Regions from separate parts of the Mus musculus genome. Here all the other regions are linked to region 1. The links are chromatin contacts, called in public HiCAR-type and HiChIP or PLAC-seq maps. All regions are on one chromosome and are shown on one strand. The core of a region is the stretch at or near the end of the contact, and the rest is flanking DNA. Distances in the headings are between cores, read along the strand shown.

What was found. HiCAR-type assays count read pairs that join an accessible place to other places. HiChIP or PLAC-seq counts read pairs in DNA pulled down with a chosen protein or histone mark.
Region 2: a contact with region 1 is called in a HiCAR-type map of embryonic stem cells, with 20 times the contacts expected there. The contact joins the enhancer-like site here to the promoter of Col12a1 in region 1. A contact is called at or near these places in 6 of 39 promoter capture datasets (the 3T3-L1 cell line, HPC-7-derived erythroid cells, embryonic stem cells and 1 more), 3 of 484 Hi-C or Micro-C datasets (the G1E-ER4 cell line, embryonic stem cells and hematopoietic stem and progenitor cells) and 13 of 115 datasets of contacts at active chromatin or transcription factors (craniofacial prominence, embryonic basal ganglia, embryonic forebrain and 8 more).
Region 3: an H3K4me3 HiChIP or PLAC-seq map of embryonic limb bud shows a contact between it and region 1, with 6 times the contacts expected there. The contact joins the enhancer-like site here to the promoter of Col12a1 in region 1. A contact is called at or near these places in 8 of 39 promoter capture datasets (cranial neural crest, embryonic stem cells, frontonasal cranial neural crest and 3 more), 4 of 484 Hi-C or Micro-C datasets (cortical neurons, embryonic stem cells and uterus), 11 of 115 datasets of contacts at active chromatin or transcription factors (astrocytes, craniofacial prominence, embryonic basal ganglia and 8 more) and 2 of 9 other capture datasets (adipose tissue and embryonic stem cells).
Region 4: an H3K4me3 HiChIP or PLAC-seq map of embryonic forebrain shows a contact between it and region 1, with 12 times the contacts expected there. The contact joins the enhancer-like site here to the promoter of Col12a1 in region 1. A contact is called at or near these places in 5 of 39 promoter capture datasets (the 3T3-L1 cell line, the HPC-7 cell line, hippocampal neurons and 2 more), 4 of 115 datasets of contacts at active chromatin or transcription factors (embryonic basal ganglia, embryonic forebrain, embryonic limb bud and 1 more) and 1 of 9 other capture datasets (embryonic stem cells).
Region 5: an H3K4me3 HiChIP or PLAC-seq map of stem cell-derived neural progenitor cells shows a contact between it and region 1, with 22 read pairs. The contact joins the enhancer-like site here to the promoter of Col12a1 in region 1. A contact is called at or near these places in 1 of 39 promoter capture datasets (frontonasal cranial neural crest), 3 of 484 Hi-C or Micro-C datasets (adipose-derived mesenchymal stem cells, cortical neurons and nephron progenitors), 11 of 115 datasets of contacts at active chromatin or transcription factors (craniofacial prominence, embryonic fibroblasts, embryonic forebrain and 7 more) and 2 of 9 other capture datasets (adipose tissue and embryonic stem cells).

Annotation. Positions count from the first base shown.
Region 1 is chr9:79,717,338-79,720,109 of GRCm38.p6, reverse strand. Col12a1 (collagen, type XII, alpha 1) reads left to right here and starts at 1,388. Exons shown (of 66, transcript NM_001290308.1): 1 at 1,388-1,691.
Region 2 is chr9:78,731,058-78,733,829 of GRCm38.p6, reverse strand. No RefSeq gene overlaps it. Among named protein-coding and RNA genes, the nearest start is that of Gm39376, 53 kb to the left of the region's middle. Within about 2 kb of position 1,364, at least 5 of the 459 cell types and tissues checked have an H3K27ac peak or open chromatin away from gene starts, as enhancers often do. A contact at or near this core is called in embryonic stem cells, where this site is marked.
Region 3 is chr9:78,844,145-78,846,916 of GRCm38.p6, reverse strand. No RefSeq gene overlaps it. Among named protein-coding and RNA genes, the nearest start is that of Gm39376, 60 kb to the right of the region's middle. Within about 2 kb of position 1,321, at least 31 of the 459 cell types and tissues checked have an H3K27ac peak or open chromatin away from gene starts, as enhancers often do. A contact at or near this core is called in embryonic limb bud, neural tube and uterus, where this site is marked.
Region 4 is chr9:78,879,195-78,881,966 of GRCm38.p6, reverse strand. No RefSeq gene overlaps it. Among named protein-coding and RNA genes, the nearest start is that of Gm39376, 95 kb to the right of the region's middle. Within about 2 kb of position 1,411, at least 74 of the 459 cell types and tissues checked have an H3K27ac peak or open chromatin away from gene starts, as enhancers often do. A contact at or near this core is called in embryonic basal ganglia, embryonic forebrain and embryonic limb bud, where this site is marked.
Region 5 is chr9:79,153,553-79,156,324 of GRCm38.p6, reverse strand. No RefSeq gene overlaps it. Among named protein-coding and RNA genes, the nearest start is that of Gm35024, 130 kb to the right of the region's middle. Within about 2 kb of position 1,379, at least 10 of the 459 cell types and tissues checked have an H3K27ac peak or open chromatin away from gene starts, as enhancers often do. A contact at or near this core is called in stem cell-derived neural progenitor cells, where this site is marked.

The DNA of each region.
Region 1 (2,772 bases), core at 139-2,638:
TTCTCGTTTCTTTTCTTCCAGGCTCCTCTCTTGCTCTGGTTAGCTCTGGCCAGAGGCCGCCCGTGCGTGGGGCAAGGCGCAAGGGAACTGGGAAAAAGCGTGCAGAGTTTTGGTCAATTCCAACACTAATGTGCCTAGAGCAGGGAAGTCAAATCTGCAGAGGTAAGATCAAGCATGGAAGAAAGGCTTAAGTCAGGTGTGCTCGCAACTTCTGCTACCAAGGGGCGGTCTACTCCAGGGTCTAGAGCCCTGTCCTGTTTCCAGTACCCACTAGCCCAACCCTGCTGAGGCGACGTCTCTGGGCTTCAAGGGGCGGGAAATTCGCGGAGCGAGTTCTGAGCTCACAAACGCGTGTAGGAATCCGTCTTCGAGCCCTTTCCGGATAACAACGTGTGACTACTGGACACTTCATCCCATGCGTCTTGTACAATTTGGCAACTTCAAGTGCCAGACTCCCACTGCGTCCAAGGGGTGGAGTGCCGGGAACCGGGGAGCTGCAGAAAAGAGCCCGTGTGCTGGCGGAGTATCCGGCTCCTAGTTGGCCTTCTCAGTAGCTCGCGCCTGCGTGCGAGCGTCCCCGAGCGAGCTCCTCTCCGTCCTTTTCACCTCTAGGAATTTTTTAGGGAAGAGCTGCCTGAAGCCCCAACGTGGGCCAGATTTTACTCTTAAACTGACAAGAAATTTCTAAGGAGAATAAAACTTGTTCTTAAGTGTCCCGTTGGGATGCCCCCGCCGCCCCCGCCCCCAGGTACCAATAACTTTCCTCTCCCTCCCTCCAGACTGAATCGAAGCCTCCCATCTCTATCCTGAAAAACTAGGTTAGACAGACAGGCCTGGGAAAGCCATCCTAGCCCTGAGCCGGGAGCAGGCAGGCGGCTGTCGGAGTTTTCAAAGTCGCGCCTTGGAGACTGGGAAAGACAGAGGCCCGCCGCGTGCACAGACAGTTAGTTAATGGAAAGCCTGTAAATCGGTTTTAAGTGCACCCAGGACAGAGGGGGAGGAAGGTGGACGTGGGGACGGTGGCGGCCGGAGATGCAATGGTGAGGGACAAAGGGGATGCCCATCCCGCTGCTCTGAAACGAAGATCCGTTCCCCACTTCTCCATTGTTCTTATTTTAGAAAAATAAACGTATTAAAGAAACTCGTTGGGTTAGGGAAACCCGAGCCCCCTAGCCCGCCCCAAGCGGAGGAGTCCGCGGCCTCCCTTGGCAGGGAACCCGGCTGCGGCTGTCCCCCTCTCTCCCTCCCTCCTCCCCGCCCCCGGAGGGGCATTGCTACTACGGCGATCGCCACCTCACGCCGAAGGAATGCTCGAAGTATGCACACGTTCCCAAAAGTAGACCTCCTTCACCGCCGAGGAGCATACATCACCCGTGGCAGCCTTCCACCTTCTCAGGCGTTTCGTAACCGAGTAAACTGAGAGCCGGGAACAGCCCTCTATTAAGTAGCCCGCGGCGCGGAGTCTCTTCCCAGTCGGCAAAGGCGGCCGCTGCAGACGCGTCCGCCCGCAGCTGCATTCAGTCCCCCTGCCTCCGCTCACTCTGCGCACTAGGCGCTGCTGCTGGGTGCTCCCATCGCCTTTTCCACACCGGCGGCCGCCAGGTGCTCCCGGAGCGCAGCGCCCTCCCAGGCCCGGGGGGTCCCACGCGCAGGCTGCTGGACGCCCGCTCCCTCTGTCACCTCCGGCTCAGGTCAGTCTGGCTTCTGTTCCCCACCCCAACCCCCACCCCTCGCGCCCTTTCCCAAAGATAACTGGGGAAAGTGGCTTCTTGCTTGCACCTTAACCCGGGGCTGGCAGAATGCCCAGCAGGGGCTGCTTGGCTTTGGAAGCGATTGATTAGTGTGCCCGAGATAGATCTGTGGCACAGGAGTTTGGCGGTTTCTTTGGAGTTTTGGAGGGAGAAGGAAAGGTGGCTTGCTTGTGTGCCAAGTGGGACTCAGTGTATCCATCTGTAGGGCAATGTCCTCTATAGTCTCTGTCGCTTTCAGTGAAGTGCACGGGCTGCATAGGTCGCTCTTTATAATCTGGTGGCTTTGCCAGGGACTCCAGGCTTGCAGCAGGGACTCAAGGCATTGCCAGAAAACGAAGTGAAGTACTGTACGCTCCGCGAAGAATTCCATGGAGGGCCAGTGGAAAGCGCTCCAGCTTGGGGAGACTAGGCGCTAGTGGCATCTCCAGATGCTCGGGGGAGCTGCCCTGGCTCCATCCTCCACTGCTTTCAAAGTGCTGCTGGGTTAGGCCAGCTCTCGCAGCTTCTGAGACTTCCTTTTTGGGTTCCTCCTGAATGCACTGGGATTAAGTTTTACCCAGGGTCAGTCAATGGGACCTTTGAGGAGGGTTCTCCTCCAGTCTTTGAGTGCACAGATCAGAGTGCGTGGAGTCAGTGCATTTGAGAGCAGTTGACAAATGGGACCTGCATCTGGCTTCCTCAGCCACCATCCCCTGACCAATTCAGATCTTTGGCATACACCTCCTCTCAGCTCCAAGGTTAGGGTCTTCTAAAGAATACTGGGGTAGGATTGGGGGAGGGGGGCGAAGAAACAAGTCTAAGCTCGTCCTTGGCTAGGTAGCCTTTATAGAAGACGTAGGTGACGCCTGGACTCTAGATGGGCCCACGAAACATTTGTGTGCCTGTGTGTGCGTTTGAAAAAAAAAGTTAAATTGAGAGAGTTAAGAAGTTGGCTCCTTCCAGCAAGGGGTGGGGGAGGGGCAAGTTGTCCGAAAGAGACCAGTTCCCATAGTGCCCCCACTCCGGGCAGTTGATTCATTTT
Region 2 (2,772 bases), core at 115-2,614, 990 kb after region 1:
AAAAAATGAAGGCACAGCTGCCCATGAGGCGTCTCCACTAAGGCCTACGCTGTGAGATGGGGGCACTCAGGAGGAGCCTGTCCTAATGGTCCAGCCTCTGTCTCTGGGTAAGGAGGGCCATCTTTACAAACTCCCTGTTGTCTGATATGGGTTCTCTAATTCTGAATCTTTTTTAGCATTAGGCCTGACACCTTAGTCATAAGCAATGCTCACATTTTCATTGGATCTATTTTGTTGGTAACTAGCAAGTGGATTTTTTTTTCCTTTCCAAACAAACAATAGCAAAACAGAATTCATTTCTTCAGATGTTTCCCTTCTAATTAGTTCAGGAAAAAGAATGAAGGAAGGAAGGAAGGAAGGAAGGAAGGAAGAGAAAGAAAAGGAAATGAGTTAAATAAAATCTTTCAGTGATGATTTATAAATGGTTGAAGAGACTGAAGCAAGAAAACTTGCTGAGACAAAACCTATCCCATCCCTATTTCCTCTGGGGTGAATTATGAGGGGCAGGGTTTCAGCCAGAACCCCTTACTTCACTTGGGAAATGTAAGCTGTGGCTCATTAGGAGATCACTGGGAATTTGCACCATTTGGACTCTGGCCAGCCCCCAAAAGCTAACTGCTGATAGTGGGAAGACTGGGAAGAGGAACAAATAAAGGGATCCAGTGACACCCCCCACCCCCACTGCCACCCTCATCCCAGCCTGAAGTTTACCTTCAGGCGACTAATCGTAACCTGATGGCTGAATTAGCTTCCCAAACCCTTATATACACTCCAAAACCAACACTCTCTCTATCCATAATCAATGTATATGCTACATATTCCTTTCTGGGGGGAGTTTATTCCATTCATTTGGCACTCCCAAATGTTGGGGATTGGTTCTAATGCTTTGATTTAATCGGGACTCTGCGTGTCCACATGCTGAAGGTCCTTGTCCCCATTTGGTTTTTCATCGATCAATAAAGATGACAACAGCCAATGGTTGGGCAAAGTGAGATGGGGCGGGACTCTTAGATTTGTATGGGCTAGGATGCAGGAGAGAGGAGGGGGGGGGGGGGGAAGAATCACCAGGTTTCAGAGGGAGACAGGTGAGATTTAGAGCTGCAAAAGAAAAATCATCTGAAATGTAGGTGAGAAGGAATGTGGCCCCTGCAAGGACTGCCCAGAAGCGTCTTAGGCAGCAGAGACTAGGGGGCCGCTCAAAAGAAGGGGCAGCAAAGATAGATCATAGATTTAGAGGGTATTGAGTCAGGAGTACCAGATGGAAATCTATGATAGACAGGCAGAGGGTTAGAACTGCCCAGCCTTTGAGCTAGCTAAGGCATTTCGAAAACTAAGCTAATGTGTGGGTGTCTTTCATTTGCAGATCTAAAGAGTTCCTGGGCAGGTGGCAGGAAGCAAGCAACCCACTGGGAGCACAAAGCAGTGTAGCTAAACTCACTGCTGCACTCCCCCATGAATAAATGAAAGACAGCAATAGAAAGGTTTTCTATATGGCTATATGGCTCAAATCTCTGACCATAACATGAAGTCTAGCCCTAACTCTTCCTATTTTAAACGATTGCCCAAGAGATATTATGTCGCACCATTAAATAGAGCTCACCTCAATGCAACTGACGACAGCCTAAAATGGAACTGGATTCACATGGGCTGTGAGAGGCTCACCAAAGGTGACCTTAGGCAAAAATAGGAGGAGCAGTACGGTGAAGCCAGTCAAGATATGCACTTCAGACTTGAGTCTCGCATTTGTGCTTGAGATACAGGGGAATGGACTGAGCCAAATGATTAGGGGAGCCCCTCCTCCCATATCACCGCCCCTGGCACAGGCATTCTCACAAAACAGACAAGAGGCTTAATTAATGCAGAACTCCCCTATCTCAGGGAACTTTCTGTGGGAGCAGTGTTGGACCTAAGGCATCCTGACAGAACCTATGGTGGGAAAGGCAAGCTAGGGAAAGGATTCAATTATCAGCAGAATAGATGTCAGGGTTTTTTTTTTTAAGCTACCCTGTTTCCTCATCCAGGGATGCAAAACAAAGAGGTTCCTCCAATATGACTGAGAACTCTCAGTCATATTGCTGGAGAGGTTGCTAGAGTCCCAGCTTTTGCCCTAAAACTTCTAGTAACACTGGCACTAAGGTTACAGGGTTGAGCTGGAGAAGCTTGGGGTAGGTATGCCAGCCACATCCTGTCACCATGGTGCCAGTGTTACTGGAAGTCTGAGGTCAAAAGCTGGGACTCTAGCAACCTCTCAAAACTAGACTCAACTACCTACTCCAATATGTCTATTGAAGAGACAAGTCATCATGGCTAGCAGAGAAAAGAGCTTGACTCAGTGTGGCCACGCTGGGAAGAGGAGGAATAAAGGGGCCCGGTATTCTGCCCCTCCCCACAAGTCTATAGTTAATAAACTGACATGACATTTAGATTTAAATAGAGGGTCAGGAGTATGCACGGGAATAGTCCTGCACAAGCTCTGGTCATTCTCTCAACTTTCATTTGTCCTACATGGTCCTAATTGTATGCTGGAGCCAGGAAAAACTCCTTCCTGGGAGGCACCTCTTTCCTCTGGCTTTATACCAGGCCTTCAGCCTTTATCTCCCTCCCCCCTCCAGCACTACACCACTAGGGAAATTTTAATTCTTTAGTGTCCACTGTTTCAATATTCTGATAGCCAGGGGAGGGGTGCAAAGGACTCCTTGTAATACCCACCCTCCCCCTTTATATATCAACTAGATACAACATCTGACCTGCGCGGACTGCACGGTTCATTTT
Region 3 (2,772 bases), core at 72-2,571, 870 kb after region 1:
AAAAGATGGCCAAACTCAATCTCTGTCCTCCACATGAACAAGCTGACATGCATATGAGACTGCACACAAAATACACCCACCCATATTAGCAGATACATTACACATCACAAACACACACAAGTATATGTTTATGTATTATATGTATACATGCTTGCAAAATATAGAGAGAGTTGGACATATTTAAATAAAAGATAAACAAGAATTTAATCAGTAAATAAATTGATTAGGTTATGAATGTGAAACAGCAGAAACCATATAGATTCATGGACTAAGCAAATAAGATTATTTTAACAACTGTCGTTAATGAAATTTTAATAACATTAACAAGGTAATGTTCATTCCGGTGTCCAATTATATCTCTGTAAAGACATAAGACTCTATCACGGTAAAACATCTTAGTGAATGAGACTTGCATAAAAATCACAACAAGGCAAGAATGCCTTCCTTCTCCCTTCACACCAAAATAGGAAGGAGCACGCAGAGGAAGCAGACACAGCAGGAAAAGTAGGCAGAGCCTCAGACACAGCAGGAAAAGAAGGCAGAGCCAAGCGCCCAGCACTGCAGCCCACACGGCATGAGGTCATCCCTTGAGGTCTGAGAGAAAACTGAAGGGCTACTTCTGTGGAACAGAGTCACACCACAGCTTAGCCTGCCATCTGCATGCTGGACTGCCTCCGGAGGCCCTGTGTGGTCACTCGGGAGCCGGACTGGGGGAAAAAAAAAGAAAATGAGAGAAACACATTCTAGGAACTCCAGGACACGCTGTGCTTCCCATTCAAGCCCTACTTGGGATCTGCAGGCAGGAGAATTTTATACAGAAGAGGGATAAAAGAAAGTAACTCTGTCGTTAGAAATGGGCGCACTGAGCAAATGGCAGCTGGACTCCTCTTAAAAATGCTCCAGGAATAATATTCGATTTGTATTTGACAAGCAGAACATTTGCATAGCATACACGGTAACATTATAACAAAGGTAACATGATAAAACATCAGATTTCCTGTGTCAGCTAAATTAAGACTTTTATTGAGAAGTCAACACAAAGTCATCAGCCGCTATGCAAAATTTCCTTCGTAACTGCGGGCACTTCCTTATTCTATTGAGTTTTAATTCTCTTGCTTACAAAAGCAGAAACTTGGATATCTAAGAAAAAAATCTTCTAGTTTAATGAGTCTTACAATTTTTCAAATAATAAAACTGTGACTTTTTCCCTCTAATTACTTGAAATCCCAAAAGGAGGGAGAGGGAAAAAAGCCACACTCCTCTCACAGCTGCTGAGAGGAGAAAGCAGGGTCCCGAGCTCTCTCCAGCCCCTAGGGCTCAGCAGCTGCAGAAGCTGTGAACATGGCCCAGTTCCAGAGGGGCCTTTTCCTTCTAAGGCAGGGGTGAGAGGACTCTCGCACATCTGGAGAGTCTGGCAAATGTCTCAGTCACCTCCCAGGGTCCTGTACACTTCCTAGCCAGCTAATGATCGAAACAAGTAAACACCGGGGTGCCCCTCCCCCACCCCACATCCTGTGCTTCACCTGTTCTGAGGGTGTGACAGGAAATGTTAGCTTTGGGATGGAAGGGGCAGGTGATGAGGAGTGACGCTGATAACCACCCACACACCTTTAAACAGCTTAAAAAATCATAATAATGCCTGACCCCAGTTCAAGAAGTCACCTAGTCAAACGCGTCCTTTAAGAAACCAGCAAGTGTTTGGAAATCAGTTGAGTTATAAACATGCTGTGAAATCATATCCCGGCTGCACCCAGGTGCTCAGAGACGTGTGGCTCTAAGCCAGTCTCTTACAGTCTTTCCAGAGACTGCTGGAAAGACCCATTTCCCTGAAAACACACAACCCATTGACTCAGGGTGATCTGTTCACTACATAGATGAAGAGGAACAAATTTAAGACACCACAGTATTTGAAAAACACATTTTACTGATTTGGAAAGAAGTTAGTCAACACTGACCTACCGGTTTCAATATACAGAAAACAGTGACAGTAAGGCGTGGTGGTCCTTTCACTACTTCTGCAAAGCTGCTTATGAACACATAAGATGACTTTTCAACGCGCTCAGGAAATCAGCAATGTGCTAATGAGTGCCTCTCTATCCCATTTTCCTGGGTTACACCTCCTCCTCTATGCTCACAATAGCTTTTATACTCACAATAGGTTTTTGTTCCACCTTCTCTTATTCTGAAATATAAGAAAATATTTAATCAACTCACTGAGAGGTAACACAACAAGCTCGGGGTGTTCCACTACTCTAGAGTTATCCCTCTCTCAGCAGGAAAAAGTGCTTAGCCCATGAGAAGGACAGTAGACAGAGGGATGCTATGCCTACCTAGGTCAATCAAAACGACAGACATAAAAAACAGGAGCACTCTAAGTCTACAAACCCTGATTATTACGAAACTGCCTACTCCTAAATTTAAAATGTTCTTTTCCTGGTGTTCCTAATGTCCCCTTGTTACCACCATAACAGGTTAATAGCTAACAGTGATAAAAACTAATTCTAAAACTTAAAAAGGAGGGAAGAAAGGATGGAAGGATCAAAGGAAGGAACAGAAGGGGAAGGAAAGGGGAGGGGAGGAAAAGAAAAAGACAAAGACAAAGACAGACAAAGACAAAGACAAAGACAAAGACAAAGACAAAGACAAAGACAGACAAAGACAAAGACAAAGACAAAGACAATAAATTTTCCACAGAGCCATTCAAATGTTTCCCCCACAGGAGATCTTAGAACAAATATTAAGAGGAAAGAAAGAAGGAAAGAATTCTTAATC
Region 4 (2,772 bases), core at 162-2,661, 840 kb after region 1:
GGAACTATTGTGAAGAATAAGTAGGATCTGTTGGCTGAATAATTATGAGACTTGAATAAGGATGAATAGAGGATGTTAATAATAAAATGACTATATTCTTGACAGGGTGTAGGGTGGCTGGAGAATATCAGTTGCTAGGGTCTAGTCTGTGAGAAAAACTACAGCAGAAAGATATGTGATCGGGGAGTTTTAGAACTGACCTAGATGTCTGCCATTTAAGCAATGAGAGACGCAGACAGACACTTCTGGGAACCAAATTCGGGAGGATTTTTTTCCTCTCTCTCTCCTAATGTAGTATCCAACAGATGTGTGCAGGCAAATGGTCGTTAGAAGTGAAAATGAGAATATGAAAGGAGAGAAAAGGGAATGAAAAGAGTGTGCAAGTGTAACACACGGAGAGACTGGGGAAAATATAACAGTGATACCTGCCAGTAGGAAGCAGGGCACTGCAGCAGCAGCAGCAGCAGCAGCATGGACAAAGTGAAGTCAGCACAGTAATGCTAGCACATCAGCTGCTTCAAAACAAAAAAAATGAAAACACACTTGAGAAAGGGACACTGTTTACTCATTAGGAGATCAAAATGTACCCTTGAAGAAAGCATTTCTAACTGGTTTTAGAAAACAAAGGGGGAAAAGTTAAAAAAAAAAAGTCATTCATTTGAGAACTTTGGTGAATAAATTGGTGAATAAATTGATAATTCAATGAATGCAAAGCTGAAAGACTGGCATAAACCCTTGGGAAAAATGCAGGTGTTTGGAAGGGTGAAAAAAGCTACCAAGAAAAAGGGCGGGGGGTGGGGGTGGGGGTAAGAACAGCACTGAAAAGGGATGGAATGCTTGCTGAAATAATGAGGCATACGGAGATTATAAAGAGCTCTACTGCAGGCATAGGATTAGTCCTGCAGTGGAGAGGACCAGCTCTTCTGACAAAGAACATCAAAAGATTCATTGAAAAGATATCCTGAGATATTGTAGAAAAGGAGGTAACTTCACACTTAGACCAAGTTACCCCAGCGTCTGTATGAATGGCATTTTTGGTGAATCAACTATGTCAAGAATAAATTATGCACAGCAATCTTATGCTTCACTTGAATTCTTCATTTTGTTGGTTTTGCTTGAGTTCAGCTTTGTGTCTGGTGTTTTGTGGATTTGTCTTGGACTGTGAAATACAATATACTTAAACATTAAACTGAAAGACTGGAGTCACAATGATGAAGGGACAAAATTGCAGGAGGGAGGGGGGTTACCAAGGGCAGTTCGCAAATTCCTGGGAGCAAAGGTCTTGTTTTGACCAAAATAAACAATCCAGAATGGAGGGGAAATTCATGCTCATGGTCTCCGCACTACAGAGCTGACCTATGTTTTTGGAAAGGCAAGGCAAAAATCTCCCAGATGGTGCTGGCTGGCACAGACAATGAGGAAACTGAAGGAGTCTGCTGAAAAGGGAGGCAGACACAATGAGCAGGCTTGTTCAACACCAGGCCTGTTCTGCTCTGGGCCAGATTTCCTTTCCATGTGCTCAAAACTAGAAAGCTAAAGCTGTTTCACAGACCCCACGCAGCCAATGCTTCAGCTGTGTCTGCCATTCAGATACTCATGCATGGAACTTCAGTACGGAATGGGATTAAATGGAGAGAGGGGAGCATCTGAGAAATAATTAGCTGGTACCCGAGATAAGACACTGTGTGGCTCTCCCAACACAGGGAAGATGATGAAGCATGTTTTTGGAGCCAATAGATTTCCCTGGGACTGAACAACAGAACACTTGATGCTGATGCTGAGATAGCTGTGTCCTTGGCAGGACAATTCTGGCATGTGGTTTGGGGCTCGTTCCGGCAGACACAGTGTAAAGTCTCCTCCTCTGGCTGCTCTGGGGATTTAACAAGCCCTAAAATCCCTATATTCTATCCCCATCTGAAAGCAGCTTCCAGCTACTGAAACCAAACCCTGAGTATTACAAGAGGTCAACAAACTACACAACCAAAATGACAGCCAAGTGATTTTGTGGCATGGGAGCTAAGAACAGCTTTTCAAGTAGTTACATTTTAAATGATTCTATCAGTTAGGGTGACTACATTATTCTACAAAATATACAATGCTTAGTTAAAGGTAATTTTCAGATCAGCAACAAATAATTTATTCCTAATTAAGACTATGTTCCAAATAGTATATGGGAAGTCTTTGTGTGTGTGTGTGTGTGTGTGTGTGTGTGTATCAAACAATGCTTTATTGGCCAACCATAATATAATATACACCCTTGATATACTCAATTTTCCTCCAGGTCTGAAAAGACTAGAATTTTTACTATCTGACCATTTAAGAAAACGATTTATTGTCCATGGAATATGTTCTTCTAACTGGACTGCCTTGACTGACCTCAGTGAGAGAGGATGTACCTAGCCCTGCAGAGTTGGGGTATACCCAGAGAGTCCCCACCTTTTCAGAAGAGAAGGGGAGGGGGCTGGAAGGAAGGATGGGGGTGACCAGAGGGATGAGCATGATGTAAAGGAGAGAGAGAGAGAGAGAGAGAGAGAGAGAGAGAGAGAGAGAGAGAGAGAGATTTGTGTGTAGAGGCCTAAGACCCATGCTCCTGTTGACAGTGAAGAACAGGGAGGAGGCTACTTTTACTGTGACTACAGATACTCAGTTGAAAGGGAGAGTTATGGAAGGTTTCTATGACAACCCCTCCCGCTCCAACCCTTTCTCACCCTTGGCAGATAAAAGTAACAAGGTTCACAGGACATCACCAGACAGAACTCTTGAACAGGGTGA
Region 5 (2,772 bases), core at 130-2,629, 560 kb after region 1:
TGCCTAAGGTAATACTAAGACAAACATCATCTCTGTGGCTTTGTTATGTCCAGGTATACTCATTAGCGGGAGGAAATTCTGATGGGGAATATTGATAACATGAGAGCACTGTAAGTCTGAGTGTGTATGTGTATGTGTGTTTGATTCTAGTGTGTCATTGGAATTAGGCAACAGTAGATTCAAATATGTAAAGTATATCTGTACTAGAAATACATTTATGTACTCATCCATGATGTTGTTTGACCCAGGATAACACAATACATAGAATATGTGTTTCTCTTTGCCATCAAACACTTTTTAAAAATATTTACTATTTTAGAGCAATTTTAGGTTCACAGTAAAAGTAAGAAGAAGGTATGAAGGTATAGAGATTTCCCTGACAACTCAAGCCCCTACACACACATACACACACACACACACACACACACACACACACACACACACAGTGAAAGAGAGAGAGAGAGAGAGAACACAAAGAGAGAGAACACAAAGAGAGAGAACACAAAGAGAGAGAACACACAAAGAGAGGGAGAGAGATAGAGCGACAGACAGACAGACAGAGTTTTCACCTGTTCAATCAATATTTATCTTTCAGGTCTCATTTTGACTAGCAATCCAGACTCTACTAGGTCCCCTAGATTATTTGTAGGGCTCTGAGCGTCTCTATAGTCAACTCAAATTCAATAGCTTCTACAACTTCCATGGTGCTCCTTAAACTGTAAGTAAAGATTCACTAATACAGAATTGTTTTTCTTCTTTCTTTGCTTCCATTAGGGTAAAAGAACTTCATGCTCCACCTAAGGTGCAGGGAAAGGGCTCTGGAACTGTGCTTCTTGGCATGCTGTTCAGCTTCTACCTCATCACAGAAATAGACATGATGATGATGTATTATTTAACCTCTGCATATTATTATTTTGAAATAACAATGGCATCTTTGTAATGACTTGGTAAATACTTTCTAGATGAAACTAAGCAGTTTGGCCCAGATCCTTTAGTGCTTTGATTTCCTCACAAGTCATTTTCTGGTTCCTCTTTTACAAAGCAAGCTGACCAGTTTTGCTATTATGAGAAATAAGTTAAAAATTAGCATTCCGTTTCATTACTATATTGTTAGGAAATTCTAAGGGAGCTAAGTCCTTCCAAGACTCTGACTTCAGTTCACTATACTCCCGAATGTTTTTAGATTTATATTCATGATTAAACATTTTCAGAATCCTATTTTTAGTCAACTGCGTTGGTATTTCCTACAAATGGGATTCTGTACCAATTGAAACCAGCACAAAACGGAAAAGGAAACAAAGGCTCTGACATTTAGCCCTGAGTGCCAGGCTTGCTTGTCATTAGTAAACAGAGGCTCTTTTTGTTAACTTCTGTATCCAAAAATTGTGACCTTTGTCCATTACTCACTGGTGGCTTTGGGCTTACATTGTTTGTGTGGTTCCTTCCCGAACATTCATCCTCCTTATTTTTAATTTATTTTTCACTTAAAAGACACTTGATTCTTATCAAGATAAGATAACCTATATTGCCCCTCATCTTTGTTCACATTTGTAGTAACTATCTAGCAGAAATGTAAAATAGCTCAAAACTCTCAACCCTGACATTACACTCTCAGAAACATTTTCCTCACATGATTTCTTTGTAAAACAACTGAACTAAATGGAGACATTACAGGAAAACTCCAGATTCTTAATCGTTAAATTTATTGTTTCTGTGTATTTACTAATTACAGTTATGTGAGTCTCCCATGACTATTTATGTGCATTTGTTAAGTGTCTTGATGGCACTTTCCTTCAGTTACCAATGGTATTCAGGAGCATACATTTAACTCAAATAGAGTCTTCATTGTGAAAATTACCCCTGACAACTCACCTACTTAAAACCTGTATTTAACTCCAAAATGATATCCCAGAATCCATGTGCTTGTTTGTCGACAGTGTGTACAGCGCTGTGCAGAGAATTTGAAGCCATCTTCCATACACTACAGCTGAGGCTTCTGAAGAATACGCTTTCATTTTCTGATTGTACTTCTCTTCCATAAAAAGATAGATCTCAGTTCCACTCTACTAGTGCCACATTGTCCCCACTGTGTTTCACATTGTCCCCACTGTGTGCTCTTCTTGTCTATTTTTCTGTTTAACATGGGCCTTAACACAGTGCTAAAATCCTATCTAGTGTTGTGCAAAAATAATGACTATGCCGTGACTATGGAAATGCACACGTGAGCTAGGTGTCCGTGTATTTAGTTTTACAGAGACAATAATTCATATCAACTATGTCTTTAAGGAAAAACACACTTACAGTTAGAGAGTTAGCTTAATAGTTAAGAGTACCTGTTGCTCTTGAAGAAGACCAGAGTTCTATTCTAAAATACACATAACTGCCTGTCACTTCAGCTCCAAGGAATCTGATTCCCTCTTCTAACCTCCACAGCTACTTGCATGTACATAATACATACATCCATGCACATGTGCATACAAAAATAAACACATTTTCAATAATTCAATTTTCAACAAACTCATGGATGGCCATGAACAATGAGAATCAGCTGTGTGTGCTTTGTTGTTGCCTCTTAATTCTTTAAAAATAATCCATACAGGTAAAAATATTTTAATTAGGGGGCTGGAGAGATGGCTCAGCAGTTAAGAGCACTGACTACTCTTCCAGAGGTCCTAAGTTCAAATCCCAGCAACCACATGGAGTCTCACAACCATCCGGAACAAGATCTGGCGCCCTATTCTGGAGTGTCTGAAGACAGCTACAGTGTACTGA